Regions from separate parts of the Mus musculus genome. Here all the other regions are linked to region 2. The links are chromatin contacts, called in public Hi-C, HiCAR-type and promoter capture Hi-C maps. All regions are on one chromosome and are shown on one strand. The core of a region is the stretch at or near the end of the contact, and the rest is flanking DNA. Distances in the headings are between cores, read along the strand shown.

What was found. Hi-C and Micro-C count contacts between places; a contact is called where the count stands out from the background. HiCAR-type assays count read pairs that join an accessible place to other places. Capture Hi-C pulls out chosen DNA fragments and counts their contacts.
Region 1: a contact with region 2 is called in a promoter capture Hi-C map of adipose tissue, with 2.9 times the contacts expected there. The contact joins the promoter of Nub1 here to the promoter of Napepld in region 2. A contact is called at or near these places in 1 of 115 datasets of contacts at active chromatin or transcription factors (embryonic stem cells) and 2 of 9 other capture datasets (adipose tissue and liver).
Region 3: a contact with region 2 is called in a HiCAR-type map of astrocytes, with 6 times the contacts expected there. The contact joins the promoter of AI506816 here to the promoter of Napepld in region 2. A contact is called at or near these places in 2 of 115 datasets of contacts at active chromatin or transcription factors (astrocytes and large pre-B cells).
Region 4: a Hi-C map of B cells shows a contact between it and region 2, with 6 read pairs. The contact joins the promoter of Tomm7 here to the promoter of Napepld in region 2. A contact is called at or near these places in 3 of 39 promoter capture datasets (liver, pre-B cells and stem cell-derived epiblast-like cells), 1 of 484 Hi-C or Micro-C datasets (B cells) and 1 of 115 datasets of contacts at active chromatin or transcription factors (large pre-B cells).
Region 5: a contact with region 2 is called in a HiCAR-type map of astrocytes, with 5 times the contacts expected there. The contact joins the promoter of Magi2 here to the promoter of Napepld in region 2.

Annotation. Positions count from the first base shown.
Region 1 is chr5:24,684,043-24,688,500 of GRCm38.p6, forward strand. It overlaps Nub1 (negative regulator of ubiquitin-like proteins 1), which reads left to right and starts at 1,773. Exons shown (of 15, transcript NM_016736.3): 1 at 1,773-1,980.
Region 2 is chr5:21,698,679-21,703,206 of GRCm38.p6, forward strand. Napepld (N-acyl phosphatidylethanolamine phospholipase D) reads right to left here and starts at 2,718. Exons shown (of 5, transcript NM_178728.6): 1 at 2,527-2,718.
Region 3 is chr5:23,709,577-23,713,920 of GRCm38.p6, forward strand. AI506816 (expressed sequence AI506816) reads right to left here and starts at 3,091. Exons shown (of 5, transcript NR_015554.2): 1 at 3,066-3,091; 2 at 1,540-1,574; 3 at 790-832. Gm50451 (a small nucleolar RNA gene) reads right to left here and starts at 1,485; the gene lies at 1,415-1,485.
Region 4 is chr5:23,841,539-23,845,754 of GRCm38.p6, forward strand. Tomm7 (translocase of outer mitochondrial membrane 7) reads right to left here and starts at 2,607. Exons shown (of 3, transcript NM_025394.3): 1 at 2,433-2,607; 2 at 172-220. The coding sequence starts at 2,535.
Region 5 is chr5:19,224,512-19,229,259 of GRCm38.p6, forward strand. Magi2 (membrane associated guanylate kinase, WW and PDZ domain containing 2) reads left to right here and starts at 2,535. Exons shown (of 23, transcript NM_001170746.1): 1 at 2,535-3,078. The coding sequence starts at 2,778. It overlaps 4921504A21Rik (RIKEN cDNA 4921504A21 gene), which reads right to left and starts at 2,044. Exons shown (of 3, transcript NR_102342.1): 1 at 1,630-2,044.

The DNA of each region.
Region 1 (4,458 bases), core at 523-3,022, 3.0 Mb after region 2:
ATATTTATTTACTTATTATATGTAAGTACACTGTAGCTGTCTTCAGACATTCCAAAAGAGAGCAACAGATTTCGTTACAGATGGTTGTGAGCTGCCATGTGGTTGCTGGGATTTGAACTCAGGACCTTTGGAAGAGCAGTCGGCACTCTTAACCACTGAGCCATCTCACCAGCCCAACTTTCTTTATTTTTTCTTTTCTTTTATTTATTTTTTATTTTTTTAAATTTATTTATTTATTTATTTTTGTTTTTCGAGACAGGGTTTCTCTGTTCCTGGAACCCACTTTGTAGATCAGGCTGGCCTCGAACTCAGAAATCGGCCTGCCTCTGCCTCTAGAGTGCTGGGATTAAAGGCGTGCGCCACCACGCCTGGCAGTTTTTTGTTTCTTTGTTTCTTTGTTTTTTGAGACAGGGTTTCTCTATATAGTCGTGATTGTGCTGGAACTAATCAATTTCCTTAGAGTGGAAACAGTTATCTACAGATACAGTTTTCTTGGGTTTACAGTCACTTTCTTTTGTTTGGTTCTGAAAGCTTTGTCAGTTTGGAGGGCATAACAAACAACTTGCAAATCTGATCCTTATCATAATAACAATTTGTTTAGTTCCTGATTCACAGTGAGGCCAGGCATTTTTGGACTGACTAAGCAGGCCTGCTCTGGGTTCTCCAGTACGTGTGTGGGAAGCGGGTGTTGAATGATGGATCTAGCTTCACTGGCAGGCTGGCAATTGGCAAACTCCTCGCTGGGGTTCCTGGTTGCTTAGGCTCCTGCAGGCTTGCTCAGGCCTCCTCTCACAGTCTGCAGCAAGATGGGGCTCAACACCAGAGCATTGTTTCTTTTCTCATAGTATTTAAAAAAAAAAAGGCCTTTTTTTTTTTTTTTTTTTTTGGTTTTTGGTTTTTGGTCTTTTTGAGACAGGGTTTCTCTGTTTAGCCCTGGCTTTCCGGAACTCACTCTGTAGACCAGGCTGGCCTCGAGCTCAGAAATCCCCCGCCTCTGCCTTCCAAGTGCTGGAATTAAAGGCGTGCGCCACCACTGCCCGGCGTCTTCATTTTTTTATGCCCGTTTGGATTGTTCCCTTACATAGACATAAGGGCACATGCATTTTTCACAGCGCTGAGCAAAGCAGATGTCTCTATCTACTGTACTCATGGTGGGAGTAGCCGCTGGAGGGAGGCATGGGTAGCGTACCTAACTTCACCATGAGCGGGGATCCTGGTGGGATTGTGGAGGGTAGTGTGAGAATCCTTTAGTCTAGGGGATCCCCTAGGCCTAGTAGAGGGAAGACGAGAAAAGGTTCAGGAAAACAGGTCTTGCTCTGTCAAGGCTTTTGGGGAATAAATAAAGGCAGACTCATTTTCCTCTGACTCTGAAAAACTCGGTCTGGGAGTGGTCCGAAGACCTCGTGATTGAAGACTAGCATTGCCTCACTTCCATTCCTCACCACGCCTCTTCCCCCTGCACAGCAGACCCCCTCCCACCGCTTTTGACCAGTTTTAGCCTTGCCTTTCCACCTAACAGCTCCACCTACAGTCGGCCCTTGCCTCCATCTTCCTCCTCGCCCGGTCCCACATCCGCTCCACCGCAAACTACCAGCCCCGCCCACAGATCGCCTGACCCTCAGCGCGGCCCTCGCCCCAACCACTTTGTCTCTCTTCCCCCTTACACGTCAGCCCCGCCCTAGCTACACTCTCCCTATTTCCATCTACTCTGTTGTCCCGCCCCATATCAGCCCCGCCCATTAAATACTAGCCCCGCCCACAGCCGCGTTTTCAGGGCTTCCTTCCGTTCGATGCTTCAGATCGCCCTTCAAGCCCCTTGGCCCCACCCTTCCATGCAGCTCCGGTCCTCGACCGGCCTTCCGGACAGCGCGAGGGGGCGGAGCCGGGGGCGGGGCCGGCCTCACCCGGAATGAAAACAAACGGCGGCCTTTGCCGCATCCGGGCACTCGGCAGGTCGCAGCTGGCTCGGCAGTGGCGCAGGTGAGACGGCTGCGGCAGCGACCGGGCCTTGGGCCTGGGCCTGGTAGCGCGGCCGGGGCGGCCGTGGGCTCGGTGGGCAGGAGCGGCCAGGCGGACGCGGCGAGGCGGGCTGGGGCGGAAGCGGGAGGGGGTCGCGGCGGGGCGGAGGGGAAGGGATGGACACCAGCCAGCAGCTTGAGTTTGGATGAGCTGACTGCCGGGGCTGACAGCGGAACGCGGGGTGTGAGAACGCAAGCTTTCTGGACCCACACTTGTCCTCGCCTCCTTCCCTTGCTTTTAAATAGGAGGCCCTAATGGCATGTCATTTCCCCGAGAGGGAACGTGTTGAATGTGCGTAAGGTTGTATGCAATCTCGATTGATCTACAAGTGAAAGTGGTATTTTCAACATTGATGCCTAAGGTTTCACTTTCGGTTCAGAGCGCTGATCTTGATGATTTACGTGTTTTCTGCGTTGGAACGCCCAGCAACACACATGAAACAGTTCTCCAATTAAAATTGAAAACTGGGCTGTTAGATTTTCTTCCTTTTGACCTAACACATGTCATTCTGGTACCTGTAACTGGATTTTCATAGGTTTGAATACAGTGGTTTAATTTAATTAATTAATTTTTTTGAGATGGTGACTCACTATGTAGCTCTGGTTGTCCTGGAATTCGCTAAAGGCGAGCAAAACTATAATCAAGCCGGTGGTTTAATTTTGTTCAACATTAAATCTTTATGTTAATCTGGGCATGGCATACCTTTAGCCCCAGCATTTAGGAGGCAGAGATGATCAGGTGATCTCTGTGAGTTCAAGTCCAGCCTGGTCTACATAGTAAGTTCCAGGACAGAGCTGAGTAGTGAGACTCTGTCATGGTTTTAAAAAAAACAAAACAAAAACAAAAAAACTTAGTCGGGCGTGGTGGCGCACGCCTTTAATCCCAGCACTTGGAAGGCAGAGGCGGGGGATTTCCGAGTTCGAGGCCAGCCTGGTCTACAAAGTGAGTTCCAGGACAGCCAGGGCTATACAGAGAAACCCTGTCTCAAAAAACCTAAATAAATAAATAAATAAATATTACGTGATGCAGACCTAGCAACAGTGTGGAGCACAGATGAAGGGTTGTGATAGCCTTGGCTTCTTTTATCAGACAGTGGACTGGGTACAGTCTGAAAGGCTGTTTTCAACCTTCTGAATAGCTGGGTACTAGTAAATTATCCCTGCCACCTCCTTAGGAGATGGCAGTAATCTTTTTCTCAGTTTCTAAACTGGGCGTGCTGGCACACGCCTTTAATCCCAGCACTCCGGAGGCAGAGGCAGATGGATTTCCGAGTTCAAGGCCAGCCTGGTCTACAGAATGAGTTCCAGGACAGCCAGGGCTACACAGAGAAACCCTGTCTCGAAAAATTAAAAAAAAAATTTTTTTTCTATAGATTTGAGTCCTGTGTCTGGAGGTTTAATAGACTTGTATTTGTAAGGCTCCTAAGTGCCTTGTGGTGAGCTTGTGAGTAAAAACACACAGCATGTTCATTCTCTCTCTCTCTCCCTCCCTCTGTCTCTCTCTTTCCCTCTCGCCCTGTCTGACATGCATACACACAATGTTTACTCCATGGGCTATCCTGATGACCTGTTTCTCGATCTCAGATCTGAGCACCCTTTTGAAAGCATGGTTATGGAATAATGCTTAAGTCACCACAGTTGGCTTGAAGATCAGGTGGATTCTGTTTAGAAGGCTGAAACTTAAGTTATTAATTCACATATTTTCCATTCTCTGGAATTCATGTTCACCAATGAGGAGTGAGCAGCTTCCTATTTGGTTTGATTTGGCAAGCCTTGAAACACTTGACTACCAGCTGCCCCAGGCTCTCAGTGGCCTCCCCCACCCTGTGGAAGCTATGTCACACCTCCTGTGTAAGAAAGGGGAAGTGCTGAGGACAAGAAGCACAGGATTGTGAGACAAGCTAGAGTCCATGTCGTAGGCAGTTGTCTCATGCCAGTTCTGGCCTGGGCTCATTTTGTGGTTTTATAAACCTGGGCCTGGGGTTTTCCAGCAGCAAAGTGATTTAGCCTCAACATCAATCTAGTGAGATGTGCTATTGTGCTCTCAGAAGTACCAGCGAAAACAAAACCAAGAAACAAGTTATAAAGACAAACAAATCTCAAACTAAACAAAGCAACAAAGACTGAAATGGTGCAGTGCTGTAAATTCTTTCATTTTATTTATTTATTTTTTTAATTAATTATTTTTTTCCGAGACAGTGTTTCTCTGTGTAGACCTGGCTGTCCTGGAACTCACTCTGTAGACCAGGCTGGCCTTCAACTCAGAAATCCGCCTGCCTCTGCCTCCCGAGTGCTGGGATTAAAGGCATGCATCACCACATAAATTCTTTTATTGATTGCCTGACTGATTTTTGACAGGCTGGCCTGGACCTCAGAGATCTACCTGTCTGCCCTCCAACAGCTTGGGGTAGAGGTGTGCATCACCACACCTCGCTAACTG
Region 2 (4,528 bases), core at 1,468-3,967:
ACATACATAGCATGGTGTAAAAGTCAATTAGTTAAATAAAAACAGAATAAATGGTTACTAGGTTCAAAAGATGGGTCAAGTAAAGCAGTAAGTTATAGACATGTAGAATTCTTCAGGAATGTAGTCGTTAGAACGACGATTGCGGGCTGGTGAGATAGCTCGGCGGGTAAGAGCACTGACTGCTCTTCCGAAGGTCCTGAGTTCAAATCCCAGCAACCACATTGTGGCTCACAACCATCCGTAATGAGATCTGACGCCTTCTTCTGGTGTGTCTGAAGACAGCTACAGTGTACTTACATACAATAATAAATAAAATCTTTGGGCTGAAGTAGGCGGAGGTCCTGAGTTCAATTCCCAACAACCACATGATGGCTCACAGCCATCTGTACAGCATACAATGTATGCATATACATAAAATAAATAAATAATAAATCTTTAAAAAAAAAAAGACGATTGCTTCAACCTTGCAGTGGAAATCACTGGAACTGATTTTCATGCCAATGTTATACATGCCTAATAGTACTTCAATTAAACCACTTTTACTTGTATTTATTTTAATCTATAGTACCTACATAGACAGGGCGCTCCATGCAGCCACATTCTTACTCATATAGAATGAAAAGGAATGGGAGACCCCACTCTAGCTACAGCTATGCACCACTAAGAGAAACACACGCATACATGCACACACAAATACACATACGCACTCGTGCACACAGAAAACAAACTAAAGTGAAAATATAAACTAAATTTCCACAAAAATCCCTTTGGCTTTCTAAATACCTAAAAGAATATAAGACTTCTTTCAAACAAATAGGTAGGAGTGACTCAAAGAACTAAAGTATAACCAAAACCTTTTCCAATAAAACATCCCTGACCTTATGACAGAACCCTTACGTTAAAATGTCTTTAAACAGTCCCACTGAACAAACATTAGAAAACAGTTTTGCATAGGAGGCAACAAAATGAACCAGCCAGTACCCCTAGACCTCCCAGGGACTAAACCACCAACCAAAGAGATCAAATGGAGGGACCCATGACTCCAGCCACATATGCAGCAGAGGATGGCCTAGTTGGTCATCAATGGGAAGAGAGACTCTTGGTCCTGTGAAGGTTCTATGCTCCAGTGTAGGGGAATGTCAGGGCCAGGAAGCGGGAGTGGGTGGGTTGGGGAGCACGGGGAGGAGGGAGGAGATAGGGGGTTTTTGGAGGGGAAACCTGGAAAGGGGATAACATTTGAAATGTAAATAAATATCTAATAAAAATAAAAAATAAAAAATCATCAGTTTTGGAATCAGAATCTGTCTGATCGAGTTTGGAATTGTGGGTGGAAAAGGAAACATGATAAATACACTAGAGATGTTTGTCTCTTGGACACTTGCTATATAATTCGTGAAGGGATGAAGCCTGTAAAAATATTAACAAAATAAAATCTTTGAAAATTATGACTGTATTTCCAATTGACTTACACCCATTTCAAACCCTCGATTCCTCTTAGATTCTGATTTTAAATGCACATTTTTGCCCTAAATCTTTAACAGAGCTAACATTTCCTTACAACAAAAATCAAACTATTTTTTTTAATTAGACTGTTGTAAGATACAAGTAATCACCCTTTTAAAGATTATGTAACTTCTTTCTAAATCATGTTGTTACCACTAACTTCTACCCAATGTGACAAAACAGAACTGTTATACGTCCATCTGTTAATAAAGATGAAAATTATTTCTTAATTTAAGAGAAGTGTGTTGCAAAAGTGGCTTTCTGACTTCATGCTAAGCCAAAACCACCCATGCAAGTCACAGCATAACAACGTATAAACAGCCTACAGTAAGGGCAAAGCAAGAATCCCAGACTTTTTTTTTTTTATGTTGTTGACTTTTCTCAATCCCTTAATGTTTTCTGGGTCTGACTGTTAGTACACATTATCCAGGTTCCACTGGAGACCTTGAACGCATATTCACAACAACCGGGTTCATACCGCGCTCCTTGGGAAGAGGAGTCCATATGAACCGCCATCAAGAATAGCCGATCTAATGAGCAAACACAGTACAAAAGAAAGAAAAGGAAAAAGAAAAGAAAGAAAAAGGTCTATTGCCATCCTTCTCTAATCCCGCCTCGTACTTTTATTCATTCTGTGGTTAAATAAGTTACTCTTACTTTAAGAAAAACGGCAATAATGCTTTGGGGATGGATTTTTTTAGGACATAAATACTACACCGAAGCTGAAATAAGTTGCTCTGAGCAAGTTGTGGACCCCATTCATTTACATACAACCAAATGAAGATACACCCACTTGTATTCCTATCGTGGAGCTGTAACCAGGGAGTCTGCAGCAGGAAGGGTAGATCTTAAATCCCAAATACAGCTACTTCCCTCTGGGCGCCTAAAAACGCGGTGGCTCTTCACGTAAGCGGATCCAGAGATGCAAGCTCCGCAACTCCAGAGGTGCGGTAATTCAAAAGAAGCCTGCCACTCACAAGTGCATCTCCAGGAGGAGGCAGGGCTTGGGTGCTAGAAACCTACTCGAAACCCGCTGCACTTCACCGAGGTATCCGAACAGCCCCAGAAAGGCTGTTCCACGCAGATATCGAGACTAAGGAGCAAACCAACGAAAAGGAACCGCGGTCGCCGAACCGCCTCCCGCGAAGATCCAGGCTAACAGCAGGGAGGCTCACCCGCAGGCGCTCAGGTTCCCGGGAAGGCGGCGCGCTGTATGTGGGCGGGGCCATGCCGGTGGGCGGCGCTGGAAGGCGGGGGGCGGAGTTGGTTAGAGGGCGGGATGAAGCGAGGCTGCTGGACGGAGCGGAAGCTCGAGGGGCGGAGCCATCTTGCGAGGGTGGAGCGAAGGGGCGGGCTCACCTTGCGCGGAGCGCAGGCAGGCGCGCGCTGCGTCGCGTCTCCTCGCCTGAGGGCCTCGGCTCTGCGGGCCCAGCCGCTCTACGCCCTCCTCCCGCGTCTCTCCTCCCTCGGCCCGGCCACCCCAGCTCCGCTGAGGACACCAACAGCTGCACGCAGCGCCTCAGCACGCGCCGCCTCCCCATCTTTGGTGGCGGTCGTCTCTGACCATGCGGTCCCAGGCTGCAGCCGGGTCATACCGGGAGCCACCCCCTGCCTGGCCTTTACCAAGATGGCTGCCCCGGAGGACAGAGGCGCAGAGGCCTCGAGGCCATCTTGGTAAAGTCCGCGCAGCGAGCAGAACTGATACCGCAAAGCTCTCTGACCAGTTTGGCTCCCAGCCTTCCAGGTCACGTGAGCTCATTCCTTGACAGTTGCTAAACCCAGAAGAATCTGGTTGCCCAATGTGCCTGTCGTGGCCCACTATGTACAACAGCACTGACAGTCTTGACTAAAGAGCTCGGTTACAGACACTGATTATATATAGTGAGTACTGAGTATAAATGGCTCCACTACCTTGTGTACTCAGTTACATTTTAAATTATGTCAGCCTTCGGCATATAATGTTCTAAATGTCTGGCTTTTTGAAATCTCAGGATAAGATCAAAACATAAAATTACAATTCTGAAATTCTTAACTGGTTGAAATTATTTCAAGAGATAACTTGCAAAGTCATACAGAATTCAATGGTAAATAGATAGGCTGACAGTTTAAATACTCTTGAAGGTCTTTGTGAGATATATTCATAGACCAGAACTAAATAGATTGTGTCTGAGATTGTGTTAGCAAAAAGAAAAGAAAGACCAGGCATTAGTACAGATACGCTAGGAATATGCAAACCAAACTATAATGCATTTAGAAAGTGACTATAGCTATCTAATACTGCAGGACACTATCGATGTATACTTGATTTCCTCAGGGTAGTTTGCAGTTGTAACTGATTGTTTTCCTTTTGCTAGTTTTAAGTGTAAAACTAGCAAAAGTTTAAAGTTTATTCCTGATAGCTCTTTTGCGCCTGGGTGGGGCTGAATAATTCTCGACATGCATTAGCAAATTTTAAAAAAGAAGGGAAGACACACTTCAAATTCAACCCCAAAGGACAGACTGCTATTACTGCTTCGATTCCTAGCATCCTTGCTAGGGAACTTTAAACATGTCATTTCTTGCCCTTATTCCATCAGTCACTGTGAACACATTTTATATACACAAAAAATGGGTCTGCATTGTCATGCTGTTTGGATAAATTTCTGATACAATAATGCTTAAATCATTTGACTCTTCTAAGAAGAAATATTCTGGGTTTCACAACCACAATAGCATTTTCATACAAAAGTAAAAGGTTTAGTTTGACATGCCGCCATGTTCACAGAGTAGTTACCTCAGCACAAGATATGAGTCTATGAGTCAGAAAATGAAAATGGAGTGCCTCTTAGCATGGTGGAGAGAGGAGTCCTCAGGGAGCTAGTGTTTTAGATAAGCAAGGCCAGTGTGTGTCGGGAAGGATCACAGTATGCAGTAAGGTTTGTTTTCCCAACCCAGCAAACACTACAGAAGTTTCAGAACTATGGAAGAATTCGTTGTTTTCCCTAGAGAAACCAAAGGAAGCAAATCAGTACAACAAATTCTATCC
Region 3 (4,344 bases), core at 1,841-4,340, 2.0 Mb after region 2:
CCGACCATACAACTCACTCTTCTGGGAGGACTAGATCTCTCAACTATGTGTTGGACAATTCTGAGTTGCCAAAGCTTAGGGCTCAGCAATTAGGAGCCCTGGCTGCCTGCTCTTCTTGGAGTTAGGTTCAATTCCTAGCAACCAAGTGTAACTCCAATTCCAGGGGGATTTGATGCCCTCTTCTGGACTCCACAGGCACTGCACACACATGGTACAGACATGCAGGCAAAACATATAAAAGTTTTATAAATAAAACTAAAATTTTCAAAAAAATTTCTTGATGCCCTCTTCTGGCCTCCATGGGCACTGCACACATATGGAACAGACATGCAGGCAAAACATAAAAGTAAAGATTTTATAAATAAAGCCAAATTTTTCAAAAGATCTCTCATGTTAATATTGTGGCATGTTTCAGAGTAGGGCTGACACATAGAAAACCAAATAATGGAATTTAGTTCGACAGACACAAAATTCTCATGTTCTCTATATGCAATGAGAATGCCTCAAAATTCATCCGTTCCTGCTATGAAGGGGACAAAGTAACCTAAAACCTTGACTCTAGGGCTGGAGAGACGGCTCAGTGGTTAAGAGCACTGACTGCTCTTCCGAAGATCCTGAGTTCAAATCCCAGCAACCACATGGAGGCTCACAACCATCCTTAATGACATCTGACACCCTCTCCTAGTGTGTCTGAAGACAGTTACAGTGTACTTACATATAAAAATAGTAAATAAATATTTTTAAAAAAACACATAAAAAAAAATCTTGACTCTACACACAGATGCCTACCTTCTCTTCTGGAAGTCGGACCAGTTCACCTCAAGCTCCAGAGCTGCATAAGAGATGTCACAGAGATGATTAGACCGGCAACAATGAGATAATTAAGAAACACACCCATGTGTAGACTATGTTGATATTAACTATCTTTTTGTATAAACAGAACCCTTAATGTACTACCCAGAAATGTTTGAACACAATTGTTATTTTATTTGTTTTTTTTGAGAGAGGGTTTCTCTGTGTAGCCCTGCCTGTACTGGAGCTCACTTTGTAGTCCAGGCTGGCCTTAAACTCAGAATCCACCTGCCTCTGCCTCCCAAGTTCTGGGATTAAAGGCGCGCGCCACCATACCCGGCTTGAACACAATTTTTAAGTGCAAAGCCATATTTCCCTCTAAGTATTAAACATTCACCAACGCTCCCATTTATTACATTTATTATTTTGAGTGTGCACACACGTGTGCTAGCACACACATGAAGGTGCAAGAATAACTCTAGAGGGCTGGCTCTCTCTCCACCAGGTCCCAGAATCAAAGGTAACGGGCTTGGCACTGCTAAGCCCTCTCACTCCATTCTCCAAACCCTCATCTACTTTAAAAAGACATGGGGTGACTGCATTAAATTCCTGCCTGTTCTGTTGGCCTCAGGTAAATCCTTTAACCCATCACAGCAGCGTATCCTGTCAGGTTAGAGTTCTCATCCTTGGCCAAGAACTGTTCCTGGAATTATGCCTGGAAAGCCAAACTTGCCATCTAACACATACCTTGAATTCATGATCATCCTGGACACAGCACTCATCTGCTCAAAAGAAAAAAGAACCAGCACTGTTACAAGCAGCAGCCACAGCTTCCTTCAGAAAGGACCTTCCTGGTGGCTCCTAGCTGCATCTGATGATGGAAGGCCTGCCTCTGACTAGCATTTATTCCTGCACAGAGCTCTGATCTTCATACTGCTGACAGCTGGAGTCCATTTTATTGCCTCTGGGCCATCTTTCCCACTGTTTCCACCCCAGAAGCCAAAAACTCTTAATGTTTAGAGGCAAATAGTACTGCAGGTAATAGCGGTACTCTTCCTTTAAGAAAGTGAAACATTGTCTCTGATTTCAAAACCAGAAGCAGCATCAGATGTGTCTCCTGAGCCTGAATGAGGAAGGGAAAAATAATTCCTCACCTTAGAAGCTGGCTCATGCTGCCCTTCACTCTCGAAGGGGCTCAGCAGAACCCTAACCTCTAACGGAAAGAAAACTACCTCGCAGGGAACTTGTTTACAAGAGCCCACAAGCCTATTCTTCCTCTAAAATGCCCTTTACCAGGTACAGTGGCTTATGTCCATAAATGCCAATACTTAGGGTCCTAGAGCACAAATATTCTCTGGGCCAGCATGACAATCTGTCTCAATAATCAAATAATCTTTTAAAAAGATTTATTTCTTCTATATGAGTGCACTGTTGCTATCTCCAGACAACACCAGAAGAGGGCATCAGATCTCATTACAGATGGTTGTGAGCCACCATGTGGTTGCTGAGAATTTAACTCGGGAACTCTAGAAGAGCTGTCAGTACTCTGAGTCATCTCTCCAACCCTGATATTTACGTTTAATTGGTGTCTCAACCAGCCACCTCTTAAACAGGGAGGACTCCAGGGTGCTCGCTGAACACCTATACCCGGTCTTAGGAATTCCAATTCACGATTCCTAAATCATGGTTTAGAGGTTGCCTTGCTTAAGTGCTAATCCAGTCGCTCAGATTTCTCCCAGGACCCAAAACCCAGACAGGCTGGGTCTGTGTCAGCAGTAGGGTAATCCAGGTCCTTTAGGCAGAGGTCCCTGCTGGACTCGCTTGCAGGTATCCGCCTGAATATACCCTCAAACCTTAAAACAAACGAGCACAAAACAAAAAGCCCAGCCTCTGTGCCAAGCGGCATTTAAAGGACACGTGCGGCGGCGAGGACGCGCTTGAGTGGGCGAAATTACCCCTGTCCTTGCTGACACTGGGATTATCCTGCCTCCTGTTACTTTCCGAGCTCTGATCTCATTCGCTTCCTAAATAGGCGATGTCCCTGTCATCCGAGTCTTGGGCGGGCGGGAAGCCCCGAGTGTGCCCAGGACCCGGGCCGTCCGGACGCCGCGCCTCCACCTGGGAGGGGACAAATCCGGGCAGCGCAAGGCCGATCTCCTGTCCCACACAGAAGGGACGCGTATGGGCAGGGACCCGCGCCACGGGCGAGCGCCGTGAAAATCTCCGAGGCCACGTGGCGTGGTCCTGGGACTCGCAATGGTGAGAGTACTTACCAGGAGCGCGCCGCGGCGGAAGAGCAGGGCGCCAGGGCGGGACCGAGTTTAAAACCGACCGGACATTGAGCACCGGGGCTCAGCCAACCAGAGTGGCCCAGCGCCCCTCCTGCCCGCCCCTTCCCCCGTTCCCGCCTGACTCCAGCGCCGGCCCTAGCGTGTCCCCTGGCGGCACCAGAGCCTCCCAGCCTGCCCCTACCCCAGGGCAGCGGTACCACTCACTGGCCTGACTGTGGAATATGTCACCTCTCTGAAGGTTAGAGGAGCATCTTGGAGCCACATCACTTGGGGATTTCTTTTTCTTCTCCCCGTGCTTCTCAGTCATATATTGAATTTGGTACTTTTAATTGACCCACATCCTTTTGTGCTTATTTTTATTTGAAGACCCATATGTAACGAAATTTCCTCCTCTTAAGAAAACTGAGACATCATGGAGAGTGGAGTGGACTCTCTTAAGAGGGGCTGGTACAAGGAGAGGACCCCATGCCTAAAAATCCCACTACTGGCTGTGCATTTTCACCCAGGAGGCACCTGTGCCTGTCAGAATCAGGCTGGGATATTTTGGGGTTTGTCTTGTTTTTTTGTTTGTTTGGTTTTGGTTTGTTTTATCCCTCCCCCCCCCCCCATAGTGTTTCTCCATGAAGCCCTGGCTGTCCTAGCACTCCCTCTTTGACCAGGCTGGGCTCGAACTCTCAGATCCACTTGCCTCTGCCTCCCCAGTGCTGGGGTTAAAGGCATGAGCCACCACCCTGTAAGGTGGACCCTCTTTACTAAAAGCAACTGTCCTTCTAACAAAGGAAGACATAAACCGATAATGAGTGACAAAGGAGAAGGGAGAGAAGCGACTACATGGCCAGGAGTGCCCAGGATTGTGACCACTGTGTGGGAAGACACAGGAAAGATCCCTTCAGTGGTGTTCAGAAGCAGTTGGTTCAGCTGATACCTTGATTTTGGACTTCTGGCTGCCAGCGCTGATCTGGCGATTCCGTGGAAGCCATTAAGGGCTTTGTTAAGGCAGCCCAGGAACCTAGCATAATGACTGACAAGAAGGGATTGAGTCCTCCCAGTGGTTAAGGCTAGCATCTCCTAAGGACTTGCACACAGTAGCTCAGTAGCTGTCGAATTACTCAGGTGGTGAGGGATGTCATGGTGAACATCTTAGTCATGATGCCTGAGTTTAGGGACTTTTTTGCTAGACATTTATAAACTCATGAGGCAAACCAATGTTCCCATCACCCGAAGAGTTTACATTCTCTTCTAAAGCAGGAGTTCTCCAGAG
Region 4 (4,216 bases), core at 1,357-3,856, 2.1 Mb after region 2:
GAAAGGAAAGCAGCTACACAATAATTAATACAAGCTAGGCTAGACCACAATACTTCTAACAACCCAAGACTGTAATGACTGGTGACGTTATGGGTCATCCACTTCCTAATGACTTAATACCAATTAACATATGAGCATCTGTCTTCAAATGTTGATATTCAAGAGCATTACCTTAAAACCGACGGTTCAGGCATTCCAGGATCTGCACCCCTTGTAAATCCTGAAGGAAAAAAAATAAGAACTTTCAAATGAAACAATTACGAGTCCAGCAGACAAAATGTCTACAATCCAATCTGGGACACCCGTCTCAGCTGACTTGTGCTGCTGAAGGTTTCTAGTTTCCACCAGAAAGTGGAGCAGCAACCATGACCATTCGTTCATCAGAAAGGACAGTTGTTTCCACTGTGCAGTTAGCAGATCATCTTAGCATGGCTTACTTTTACAGTCACTCCCAAGACTATTACAAGTCCCAAATCACACTGGAAAACTCCAAAAAGCTTAAAGAAAGAGGAAAATGACACCTTTTCTGAAAGAGTAATTGAGAATATCTTACTTTATCTTCCACAAACTACTCTCTTGATAAAGCAAGCCTCAAGATAGAAAAGGAGGGAAAATAATTTAATATTATTTATCTACCTATTTAGAGCAATATACCTTTACTATTTAAATACAATTTAAACTCTGTTGATGATATATATTAATTTCCTGAATAAATGATTAACAGGCACACAGGCACATACACAGAAGTGCTGGGAGGGCAGCCCTATCAGCATCAATCTTAAATTCCCTACTGGATGCCATGACAAGCCCCAGGAAAGGAACCAATGTGAAGCATCCAGTTCTCAGACCCAAGATTCTGACAAGTAGCTACAGCTTCTAGCTATGGACATAGCTGTGCACAACTTTAACACATTGTTCAGAAGTTGAAGGCAGGAGGAGCTTGAAATTACAGCCAAGCCAGCCTAGGCTGCATGAAAGGGGCTCATCTGGCGGTGGTGGGGGCAGAGGTGTATCTCAAGAGGAGAGCCTAGTGCACCTGTAGTTCCAACTACACCATAGATGAGGCTGAATTGCGAGTTCACCCAGCCTTACCTACAGGCAAACTATGAAAATGGAGCGGGGCTCAAAGAACTGTATGGACAACCCGGCCTACAAAAGTAGAGCCAGCAGTGGGTGGTGGCGCACGCCTTTAATCCCAGCACTCGGGAGGCAGAGGCAGGCGGATTTCTGAGTTCAAGGCCAGCCTGGTCTACAGAGTGAGTTCCAGGACAGCAAGGGCTATACAGAGAAACCCTGTCTCGAAAACAAACAAACAAAAAACCCCAAGCAAACAAAAAAAGTAAGCTGTCACAATTATCTATCTGATACCTATATAATATCACTGTCTGAGATTTTCTTTTCTTTCAAAATAGAGGAGAAAAGAGCTGTATGTGACGGTGCAGGCCTGTAATTCAAACACTGGAAAGGTAGGGAAAAAAAAAAAAAGAGAACCAGGAGTTCAAGGCCAGCTTGAGCAACATGAGGCACTGTCTCATCAGTAATACTTAGGAACACCAAGAAAAATACTTGTCCTATCAAAATATCCAGGTTATCACAGCTCACATACTTCTCACAGGTACAACAGCTGCCTGGAGAAATGTCCAGCCTAGTTAAAGGCTCTGCCAAGACTACAAATGAATGTATTTTATCTTATATAATGCAAGTCATGTAAAACAAACGAGAAGCAGCACCTTGTGAGGGTCCTGCTTTAATGAGAAACGCCAGATTCCATATTAGAGCTCTGAGACCTGGAGCTAAAATCCTCTGCTGTTTACCTTACGGGATGAATAAGGCAATTAAGATAAAAAATTGTAAAACTACTCAACCAGGAACAGAACCAGTTCCAGAGTGTAGCCCTAGGTGAAAATATTTGCCTGGACACTTGGGCAAGGAAAGTACAACTTTATGGCTGTCTTTCCCTGCAAAATGGGGTCTGTAACTTTCGGGAGAAAAAAAAAAATCACCGAAATCCTTCATTATACAAGAAAAGCGTAGGCATCCAATGGTCACAATCATGCTTTTAGGCAGTGACGTTTTAACCTGGTTACCGTCTTCCCACTTAGGCTAACCTACAGGAGGGAAACGTTCTAAAAGTCAAATAGAGGATTAATCTTTCTTTAGGGGTCATATAAACCTAAAACCAATCTTGAAAGGTCTTGCTTTTATTTTACAGATTTAAGTAGGGAATATAAGGGATTGTGTGACTGGTTAAACACTACTCAAATAGCTAAAAGGAACTGGAAGATGGTTTTTCGAGCCCGGGCAGACAGCCTCGGAAATCGTGGACAACGCGGAGGCCGGGTTTAATTTCCTAGCCCCGGATGGCAAAAAAGGAGACTCAGACCCCACCAACCCCTGCCCTGCGGCTCCTCCCAAGTTCTTCAATCACTGACCCAGGTAAATCACGAGAGGAATAAAGCCCCAGCGGATGGCAAACTGGCCGCCCTTGAAGAGCTGCTGCAGCCTCTGTTTGGCTTCTTTGCTCAGCTTCACCATGGCGACGACGGACCAGCGGAACGAGGAGCCCAACAACCACCACCGTGTCCGGATCCCGGAAGGGAGAGGAGCTGCGCATGCGCCACGTGGGGCCTTTACGGCAGGAGTCGTGAGGCATCGCCGACAGAGGCCGTAATCCGTCGCCTTCCAGCAACCTAGCTCCGCCTTGCGGGTTCACTGCTCCCGCCTCGTTTTTGTTGTTTTATTGTTGGGACGAATCCGGCTTTTCCTGGAGGGGCGGGGCGGGAATTGTCTTTCCAGATAGGGGCTCCCTGTTTAAGACTTTGCTGCCCTTGAACCCATGGAGCTGCTACTGCATCAGCGTCTCGAGTGCTGGGATTCAATGCGCGCTGTTTGCTGAAGATTGCCAGACGCGCTCACTTGAGGCCTACTTTTTTATCTACAACTACCTTTATTTTTTTCCAGCATCTTTCCAGAGTTTTAAAGCACACATCCCAGCGATGATCTTTGAGAAAGAAGGAATGTTATTTTATATACTGTTCTGTTATCTTGGCTAAGTTCCTTACTATCCCAGAATCAGTTTCTTCTATGGCTGCTAAAACCGGACGTCACCGGGCACTCTTCCAGGTTTCCTTCTACTTTGCACCCGTTCTCTGTTTTTCATTTAACAACATTTTCAAATCTGGGAAGTTCGCGTGAAATCTGGGTTTATTTGTCTGTTTTTCTTTGACACTTCTGGCTTCTAGACTTACATCTCAAGGACTGCCAAGGAACTTAATGAGATCACTGGGCACAAGGGGTTCATGGGAGTTAAGCTACATTTTTACTATAAAGGAAGTTATAGACTTTTGTGTGTGAGAGTCCCAGAAAACTGCAGTTTACATCTGGGAAGGAGTAAAGTCAGATATGCTTAAGCCTTGAGTGTGGTCACTGTTTCAATATTCTTAGTTGAAAATAGTTCTGTATAAAAGGAGTACTGCCCCGTAACAGCAAATGCTGTTAAATGTCAGGGGAGTCTTTGCTCGGCTGGTGGGATTCTTCAGCCAGACGGGACACCTTTCACTTCCCATGTCTCCTTAATTCTGTCTTTCTCTCCTGCCCCACTGCATTCATCCTCAAAGAATACATTTTTATTAATACAATGCAATGAAAAAAAAAAACCAACAATAAAGAACATAGGTGTAGAAAATGCGACTCTAGGATCAGAAGTGCCAAGATTTTAGTCGAATTCTGCAATTGACTTGAAATAAGAAACTTGTGAATTGGCTGATCCCATAGCAAAGCATCTAATTAGTTCACCATGGTTACTAGGAAAGCAGTGCTCTGATCCTAAAATGCAGTGATGTAAATGAGCCAAATGAGAACAGAAATTTTTATGCATCTTGTTTCTCAAAATACTCTGTTTAGAAATACACAATAGAGGGGTTGGGGATTTAGCTCAGTGGTAGAGTGCTTGCCTAGCAAGTGCAAGTCCCTGGGTTCGGTCCTCTGCTCTGGAAGAAAAAGAAGAAAGAAGAAAGAAAGAAAGAAAGAAAGAAAGAAAGAAAGAAAGAAAGAAAGAAAGAAAGAAAGAAAAGAAAGAAAGAGAAAGAAAGAAAGAAAGAAAGAAAAGAGAAAGAAAGAAAGAAAGAAAGAAAGAGAGAAGAAGAAAGAAGAAAAGAAGAAGAGGAAGAAGAAGGAAGAAGAGGAAGAAGAAGGAAGAGGAGGAGAAGGAGGAGGA
Region 5 (4,748 bases), core at 1,285-3,784, 2.5 Mb before region 2:
TTTTTCAATTGCAGTTCTATTTCCCAAAAAAATATAAATGTGTGTCAAGTGGACAAAATAAAAAACTATGTAGGAGGAAGAGAGAGGTGTTTAGAGATTCTGATTCCAATAGCTGCATACAAGTCAATATAGGGTGGTCTAGGAGCAGACAGAGAGCTCTGTGGCTCTGCCAGCTTAAGAATGGTATGAGTGAGCCTCCTAGGGAAAGCAGCTGCTTCCCTGTTTTTCTTCTGTCCCACAAAAGGAACAGGCCTAAAACCATGGTCACACTATACTGAGTCCTACTATGACATGTGCTAAGTAATATGGGTTAGAGGGAGTAGCTCAAGACAGTGACTACATACAGGTGTGACGACAACCTGCAAGGGTCTGAATGCATAAAATTATTGTCACATTGGTTAGGTGCATAACTTTGTAAGACATAAAACAAATAAATCTCTGTCCAATCTATCTCTGTGCCTTCCTTTCCTCACCTGTAAAGTATATAAACTATATAATATAACCATAATACGTGATAAACAATTAGAATAACAGCGGACACATTGGAGGTAATTTGTAACTGCTGTTAAACAAATGCAAATTCTGTTCTTCACTGCCTCTATCACTTTCCACTTAGAATGGTGCTTTATAATCCTCAGCCTAACTTTTCATGAGACTGGCCTTTCAATGGAAATCTTGCTGGCTCAGGAGCATTCCTTAAGGCCAAGGACTGGGTAGTCCTCACCAGTCATAGCCAACTTTTCTCAAATGGAAAAAGGCACAAAGTCAAGCAAATTCATCCTTTGTAAAGATCTTCAGCTCTGACCTAATTTGCTGTCCTCTCCACGATGTGGGGGTGGGGCTGAAGAGGAAGAACCTACTGTTCAAAGCCAACAAACCTGTATGGGGCAGTCCCTTCCCTGCCTTGCCTGTCTGTCTTCTCAGTGCACCAGGCCCCACTAGTACTGTTACCCCTATTTAAAAGGAAACAACCAGAGAAAGGTGGAACAGCCTGCTAAACGTGGCACTCCTGAAAAGCCCCAGAGCCAGGATACACACCCCCTCTTTTCTGTCTGGGTCAGCTAAGCCTTTTGAACCGCCTTGCTTTCCTCCCACACTACATCCCAGACATCAAAGCTCTTAACTGCTGATAATTCCTTCCCATACTCTGATTTACAAAGATGAGTGGGTGAGTGGTTCCTTTTTTTTTTTTTCTTTTTGCCTGAAACATATTATTTCAAAGTTAAGCAAATGGAATGTAAGCTACGGAAACTCAAAAAGCACCACTCAGGGTTTGACTGGAGAAGTCAGCAGCCCTCAGCCCCCTGTGTCCTGCTTAGCTTTCCACCTGGCTCTAAATTTGGAGAAGGGGAAGGAGCTAGATGGGGGTACAGCGCTCCACCAAGAGCCTTCTTTTCTTTCCTGTAGCAGACTTGTTTGTCTGATTAACCTAAAACTTGACTCCTGTCCAGGTTACACTCACCATTTATATGTCTAGGCTCTTACTCCATTTATCTCCCTAACACCTACCCCACCGCCCCTCTCCACTCTTCAACTAGGGCAGGTGCCCTCCTCTATCCTGTCTCCACTCAATCCTCTTCAGTTTCTTCCAAGAGGACACATGGCCCTGCTCTGCAGATGTTATTTCACCTTATTCTTGCATCCAGGACGACCAGACTCCTTCCTCTAACTTTCCTCTATCGGAGGGGCACTTCTGAGAACTTTGCGAGGAATGAAAGACTGTAAAAAGTGGAGCGAGCCAATAGTGAAGTCTCTCCACGGGCTCCGCCTGCCAGGCCCTCTGCAGTTCCATGCTGGGACCCCGAACTCCAGCTTCCTTGTGGCAGGATGGAGCCCCAGAAGACTGTGCTGTAGATGGGCCACCAGGCTCGGCATCGGGTTCCCCGGATTTCTGCTTTGTCCAGTGTTGGGGTGTGGGCAAGTCGGGGCGTCCTGCAGGCTAGCAGCCCGGCTCACAGGGAAGCTGAAGACAGGTCCACCCAGGGATCCCGGCTCTCTTCACCGGCCTGCCCATGTCGGGCCTCCGCTCCCCTCCTTCCCGGCTCCCGCCTCCTCCCGCAGGCTGCAGGGCGGCCCGGGGCCTGCCTCTCCCAGCGCCTTCACTACCGGGTCAAGCCGCGGAGGGAGGGAGACGGCGGCGAAGCCCTCCCTGGCGCTCCACTCGGTGCGCGCGCCTCCTCCCTCGGCTCGCATCCCCCAACGCTCCCCCCTCCCCGCCGCCCGCTTGCATCCTGCCAGTACAGTACAACTAGTACACAGGCACACACGCGCACACGCGCACACACACGCGCTCCCTACCGCTGCCACTGCAGCTGCCATGGATATCGGCTAACAACACAGAGGCCGGCGAGCGCGCGCGCGCTCCCCACTCGCAGCACGCAGGAGTGGCCCCCGGCATCCCTACCCTCCTCCCCACCCCCACGCCACCCGCTCACCAGCTCGGCCACTGCTCGCGCTGGCTCGGCCGCCGCCACCGCCGCTAACGCCGCCAACGCCACCACAGCTTCCTCCGCTGCGGGGCCAAAGCCTTGAGTGTCATTCAAGGGACAGCACAACCTCACCCAAGCTCTCCTACCTCTGCCCAGCCGTCCCTCTCATCCTCCCCCTTCCTCCGCCACACTCCATCCAAAGAAGAGGGAAAGCGCGGAGCAGAGGGAGAGAAAGGCAAAGTCTGCCACCCTCTTCCCTTGGCCCCCTTGCTCCTCCATCCCGATTTTGACTCCCAGACCCTCCTTCCCAAAGGACCCTCTGGAACTGAGGCGACTCACCCTACTGCCATGTCCAAAAGCTTGAAAAAGAAAAGCCACTGGACTAGCAAAGTCCACGAGAGTGTCATTGGCAGGAACCCGGAGGGCCAGCTGGGCTTTGAACTGAAGGGGGGCGCGGAAAACGGACAGTTCCCCTACCTGGGGGAGGTGAAGCCGGGCAAGGTGGCCTATGAAAGCGGCAGCAAGTTGGTGTCCGAGGAGCTGCTGCTGGAGGTGAACGAGACCCCCGTGGCGGGGCTCACCATCAGGGACGTTCTGGCCGTGATCAAACACTGCAAGGACCCCCTCCGGCTCAAGTGTGTCAAGCAAGGTGAGCGCAGCTTGTTCGGTGCTCTGCCTGGCGGTGGGACCCCGGCGTGGGGATGGCATTAACAGGGTGGGCGCGGGTGTTGGATGGGTGTATGCTGCGCCACCGCGGGGTGGGGTCCAGAGAGCACGGTAACTGTGTTCGGAGCATTAGGGGGACCGGGACTGGGGGGCTGGCTGGCCGGCTAAGCCAGGTGGTACTGTAGCAGGCAACTTAGTTTGCCCAGTTGGACCCTCCCCTTTGGAAGATGCTTGGCCTTGTCTGACCTCCTCTGAGCTTTAGGCCAAATAGAATGTGCGCCAATGGCATGTCCACAGTGGACACAGAGCTTTCGGGGAAGGAGGAAAGCAAGGGAGGAGGAAGAAAGGAAGATGGAGCAACTTGAGGTGCAGAGCTGTCGCTAGAGAGAATGGGAGAAGCTCTGAATATTGGGGCAAGTGGAGACCCCTTGCAGGATATCCAAAACTAGTCTGGAGACACCTTGGTCCGTAGCGGTTCCCTAGGGATCACTGACGGGAGAGGAAGGAAAGGGACAAATTGGTTTGGACGCTTTGACCGGTAGTGTTCAGTAACTTTTTCCCTGCTTCACTCCTCGGTCTTTCTCCCCCGCCCATGGTCATGTCATGTGGGCACCGTGAGTCACGTGCAGACTGACTAACCCTAGAGATCGCCCCTGGCCAGCAGGCAGGAGGAGGGGCAGAGATTAAGAAGCGGGGAGCTGGGAGAGCTTTCTAATGTGGAAGGGGAGGCAGACTGCGGCATTACAAGGGTTCCCCTAAGTATTCTTCATTGACTGGAATTTTCTTATTGACTAGGATTTCTCTGTGGTTGGACTCTCCTCTAGCTCCAGACATGGGGGCGTGTTTGTGGCATAGAGGTGGATGGAGATGCAAGCTGGTCAACAGCCCAGGCTCCCTGTGTTCTAACTTGGCTTCTGTCAAGTCTCTTCTAGGCTGTGAAGTTAATTTAGAGAGATTGGAATCTTGCTGAAAAAATGTCTTTGCTTGAAATAAAATTGTGGTCCTGAGAGAAAACTTTCATTAGAAAAGACTTTATTGTACAAATGTAGCGTGCCTTTGTTTTCCTCTGGTGGTAATGCAGTTTCTTGGGTGGCACAGGTGGACAGGACAGATCTGTCTCAAACATACCAGCATGGTATGACAGTTTGTTATCTATTGTTATTTGTCTTGCGCCAGTGTTGAAATTCTGAGTATTACTGTATCAGAATTGCTCTTCATGCTGTGATCCATTATGAAGAAATACTATATAGAGCAGTTGTTTTTTTCAGAATAAAATTAACATGTAAAAAGAAAAGTTCCGAAGTAAACAAGAGAGAATAAAGGTTCATAAACTTCTCTAAAGCTAAGCTGTCAAGGAAGAAAACATCTTCAGTGGGATTTATTGAGTATCCATCGTATGTCATTTTAGATGATCTAATATAGACATGCAGTATTATATGACCCTGAAGAAGAGGGTTTACTATCCTAGCATTTTCCAAAGTGACATACTTTGAACTCAAATTCAGAAAATTGTGTTGCTACATTTTAGGTTACGATACTACATAATAGCAATAGATAACAAATGTGAAGTTCAAGGCTAGGGTTCAGTTTACTACAATTGACCAATACCGTTATTTGGTGGTAAAAAATATTGGTGTTTGCAAAGGAAAACAA